2 separate regions of the Arachis hypogaea genome follow, and region 2 is linked to region 1. The links are chromatin contacts, called in public Hi-C maps. All regions are on one chromosome and are shown on one strand. The core of a region is the stretch at or near the end of the contact, and the rest is flanking DNA. Distances in the headings are between cores, read along the strand shown. Region 1 holds the start of LOC112782350. Region 2 overlaps LOC112785144 (a long non-coding RNA gene).

Region 1 (2,559 bases), core at 21-2,520:
GTTTTGGTATTTTTAAGTAATTTGGATTTACTACTTTGACATCAAATCTCATAGACTTGTTTTGAAGTTTTTGTTGATAAAATGCTTATGTTAGAATTATTTTCAGGTTTATTATAGCGTATGGAATGAACGTCTTTTATTCAGTTTTGTTTTCATGTCACATTTTCGTTATTTAGTGTACAATACCAGATTTTCAGCTAGATTTGTCAATTCACGACATTTATGTCTTGTTTTGTCAAATACGTATTACATTCAATGTCACAAATATCAAATATATCAATAATTATGGGCACTAATGTCATAATACAACTTGACTTTTTTACACCAAGTGAAGATATTAACAGAATTTTAAAGTTTATTGTCATTAAAACCAAATAGCCACAAAAAAGCCCCAAAACAAGATACACCATACACACAATTATATATTGATTAATTGGAACATATTCTAGCCTACACAAATTAACAAACCAAAGAAAATTATTATAATCCATGACCTAATAGCTCTAATTTCACCCTGGAGTTTTTCCATCTTTAACAAGATCTTCAAACTATTCTCTCGAATCTCTTTTCTTTACCTAGTGACATTGACCTCAGGGGTAGCACAACAACTATCTTGATTTTTTCTAACAAGGACTCTTGTCAATCCCTCCGTCAATCTCATCCACCCATACAAAATACTTGCAATCCATTGTCTACCGCGTGAAACAAAGGAATAAGGAATCATTCACAATAAGTTAACCTAAATAGAAACACAAAAACAAAATGACTTATCTTTCGTAGAGGGCACCTAACGAACCATCTCCCAAGATTTGTTAAGGTTTCAGATTGTAGCAACACCATATCCTGTTCACAGAAGCATCTCTCAGATAGAATTTTCTCTTCACTCCTCTTGAAAGATGAAGTCCATTTTCCACTGATGCTTCCATTTGAAAAATAATGATTATCTTTGCTTCTCCTAAACATTCTAGGGTTTCTAATTTTGAATTTAGAAAACAATTGAGGATAAATTAAGAAAAGGAGTGATTTTATAATGGTAACAACATATTTGAACACATCACATTGCTGTTTTATAACCAGATAAACACTTAACGTGTCATACTGGCCTTTAAATTAACGGAGTAAACGAATTCAAGACGTTCGGGTATTTTTGATAGACTGATCCAATTTTTTATGAGTAAAAAGTTATTTTTCATGTTGTATAAGTATTTTTGTTCGCGTTCGTAAACTTTATAGATAAAAATGGTAGTTTTTTCTAAAATGTTTATCAGATGCAAGTGTAATTTTGTAGCGAATGATGATTAAAAACAACAAAAGGGTTACGAATTAACGAAGTAAATAATAAAATAACGTGTTTTGGGAGTGTTACTCTTGCTAGCTAATTTTGGCGACATTTGGCGTTCCACGCGTATATATTTGATCCGAGTTGTTTGTTTATTGATACACTGTTCAAGAGTGTTAAGCGATTAGGCACTCGAGAGGAACCAACCAAACCATACCCGTCGACGTTTTTATTCATCCCCATCTGAACCAACAGAAAACCCCCAAAACCCTAGAATTTCAGGGATTCCTCTGCAATCTCTGACACAAAGCGCGAGAGATTGAGAGCAGCAACAGCAATGGAGTTCGACGAGTATGACTACTTGGAGAAGACGGTGGAGGACCATGACGACAGAGATTCGTCTAAGAAGACCAAGAAAGACAGCTCCGAGAAAACCTACCGGAAGCGCGACGAGCTCGACGACGATCTAGACGCTGCCGCCTACGACGGGCGCATCAAGAAGTCCAGGGCCGACGAAGAGAACGGCTCCAAGAAGGATCGGGATGGCCGCGATAGGGAGCGGTCCTCCCGCGACAAGGACCGCCACAGGCACCGCAGCAGCGACAGGGAAATAGACGGTGAGCGGAGCAGCAGAGACAGAGATAGAGACAGTGAGAGGAGCAGCAGGGACAGAGAGAAGGAGAGGGAGAAAAGCAAAGAGAGGGATAGGAGGGAGAGGGACAAAGAGAGGGAGAAGAGAGAAAGGGACAGAGAGAAGGAGAAGGAGAAGGAGAAGGAGAAGGAGAAGGAGAAGGAAAGGGAAAGAGAGAGAAAGGAGAGGGAGAGGGACAGAGAACGAGAGGAGGGGTCCAGGAGGAGCAGGTCTCGTTCCGAGCGAGACAGAGACAGAGACAGAGAGCGTGATTTTGACTCGAGAGATGGCCGGTAAAGTATTCTTCTTCCTCAGCTCAACGCCCATTTTCTTTGGTGCACTGTGTTTTCTTTTTTTACTCTTTTGCTTCAATTGTTAGTCCGTTAGTCCTATGAGTCAATGCTTCTATAGCTAGCTCAGTCTGTTGAGGTTGTTAGTTAACTTGCATCGGCGACAGCCAGCATTCGTTGTTAGTTTCAAGTGAACGCTTAGTGGTACATGGCAGGTTGTCTACATTGTTATGGCTTTTCCATGGGTATTTAAGAAAGGGAATGATCGCTGTTGATTTTATTTCTGCTTTGGTGCAACGCAATGCAGTGTTGAGTGTTTTCCCTAAGCTACTAGCTGAACATTGTTTTGCTCTAAAAAA
Region 2 (2,559 bases), core at 30-2,529, 100 kb before region 1:
CTTTTATTCAATACTAAGGAGGAAAATCAGGTGTTTTGCTTGTGCCCATCTTATGGTAAAATACGCTAGAAATTTGATAGATATATCAGAGAAGCGGATTATGGAATCGAAAGGTAATTAGTTGAACCATTTGATTGCCGAGCCTAAAAGAGTGACAAGAAAAATGTTGCGACAGATAGCATCCTCAACACCCTCCAAGTTCATTTGAGCTTCGAAAGCTGGAAGTTGTTCTTGTGGATTCGTAGTGCCATCATACTTTATATCTGTTGGCTTATCAATATTCTTAAGCAAGCAAACACGCAACATCCTAGTTGCAAAAGGGGTGCTACTGATCACCGCAGGCTCTTGGTAATCATGACGCCTTTTATGGCTGCGACATCTAGAAGAGTTTGATTTCTCACGTCTTGGTGGAGAGTTTGAAATTGTTCTAGATCGTCTTGCAGCCTCTCGGGGTCATGCCTCCTCCTCCTCCTCCCTATAGGGTGTGCCTCCTGACTTCTGGCACGCTAGGACCGTAGTGCTCATGACCTCTGAGCATCTTGCACCTACCTTTCCAATTGTTGGATCTTCTACGCCATTTCCTGCATCATTCTTGCGTTGGCATAAGCTTGACCATCTTGTGGCCACACCCCAGCACTCACTCCATTCAGATTTACTGGTGGTTACTAACCATCATTCCCGAGGTTCCTAGCTTTTCCATGAGCTTGGCGAGCCCAGGCTCTGGGATCATAGTTCTGTCTTGAATTATTATATTCATGGTCTGAGTGACATTAGTGTGTTGGACACTTTGTTGTCATGCTGCACCATTATTTTGTTCATTTTCCAAAGTTTCGTGACCAATCCCATGCAAATGTGGTGTTTGCAGGGGAACTTGCAGGATTTCAGCATCCCCCACATTCCTTGTATTCTCCTTATTTGCATCAGCAGTAACTCATGACATGAAGACTTTGAGGTCCCCACAAATGATACGAAATGTTCAGATGTTTAAGAACTTATCAGTATGGAATGTTGGAATTTTAGTTTCTCTAGTACACAAGCGGGTGTTACTACCTATAAGAAAGACACTCTGATGTCTAAATGAGTAAAAATTGAATTGAATAGTGGATATTATGAAATAAGTGAATAATACCCCCACTAATCTCATCCTAAAATATTCTTATATTATCAACCTCTTCGACTAACAATTCCATGTCTTTATGAGTATTAACAACAGAGGAGGGTATATTGGGTAACCATTGACACGTTATCCTAATTACGTGGATATTTGGGTATATATTCCTTTTCCGTTCAGATTGTACAGAATTCTCTAACATTTTTTTGGATTATTTGGACTTATCACTAGTTAGGATCTCAGTTTGTGGGCTTGGGCCTTGTAAAAAACAAAGACCTAGCATAATTTGAATTTTAATATACATCATGTAAATATCAAAAGTTGTTACATTGTCTCTAAATGCAATATGTAAAGTTGTTCATTTGGATCCAATTCCTTTCGACATGGAAAGAGACTGGTAAACTGCATTTGAAGTCACTAATTTACTTATGTGTAATTTGATATCCTCAATAAAAATTCAAATTTTACATTTAATATAAATTTAAACTTTGGGGACATGAAAAAAAAAGTCATAAACAATGGTCGAGCTTTCTAATCTCTAGATATGAACTTCTTTAGATATCTATAATTTAAGTATATTAATTAAGTTTTTAATGATTTAATTACAACATCAAAAGTATATTAATTTAAAAATATTTTTTTATTTCTATATTTTGACAAGTTTTCATGATATGTTTATTATTAATACTGGCATCTTGTCAATCATCCTACACCTGTCAACTCACATTTTATTAGTTATTTTTTATATAATACAAAAAAAAAATATTTGCTAACTATAAAAACTATAACTTAAAAGAATCAACTTCGATTTTTTATTAAAACTACGAGAGAAACAAAAAAAAAGTGAGAAATGAAAAATTCAATTCAAATAACTACAATTCTCTTTATATATAGGTATAGATAATGTCTTTTTTTTTATTAAACAATTATTCAATTATTTTTTATCATTTAATTACAAAGTTGATACTCTATAATAGTCATAATAGAAAATTTTCGATGAAAACAATTATTATATGTAAGATCAAAACTAAATTTTATAAAATAATAAAAATAAACAAATGATATGTATATTATCTCAATCAAATATTATGAAATGTTACTAAACACTAATAATCTCATTTACATTTGAAAAATAGATTTGACTTTGGGTGATTGACTAATTGAATTATTTTTATTATTATTACTCTCATTATCATTATTATTATTACTAGTTGTTTATTTTTTGTTGAGTATATTTAATTTTTTTAAAATCTTAATCAATTAAATATATATAATACAATAATTTTTGTTGTTGTATTAATATTTAATAACAACTTTTTTGATACATAAATAAAACTTTTTTAAATATGAGCGCAAATCTATTATCAGAGAGAGAGAGATTAGAAAAAAAATGGTTAAAATAGAAATTTGTGGAAAGAAGCTCAACAATAACAAAGAATTGCATTAAT

What was found. A called contact is a pair of places that touch in the nucleus more often than the background predicts.
Region 2: a Hi-C map of leaf shows a contact between it and region 1, with 3 times the contacts expected there. The contact joins the enhancer-like site here to the promoter of LOC112782350 in region 1. A contact is called at or near these places in 3 of 8 Hi-C or Micro-C datasets (all in leaf).

Annotation. Positions count from the first base shown.
Region 1 is chr20:109,079,883-109,082,441 of arahy.Tifrunner.gnm2.J5K5, reverse strand. LOC112782350 reads left to right here and starts at 1,270. Exons shown (of 13, transcript XM_025824703.3): 1 at 1,270-2,203. The coding sequence starts at 1,617.
Region 2 is chr20:109,183,806-109,186,364 of arahy.Tifrunner.gnm2.J5K5, reverse strand. LOC112785144 (a long non-coding RNA gene) reads left to right here. Exons shown (of 2, transcript XR_003194166.3): 2 at 1-36. Among protein-coding and RNA genes, the nearest start is that of LOC112785144, 4.6 kb to the left of the region's middle. Within about 2 kb of position 1,279, at least 3 of the 3 cell types and tissues checked have open chromatin away from gene starts, as enhancers often do.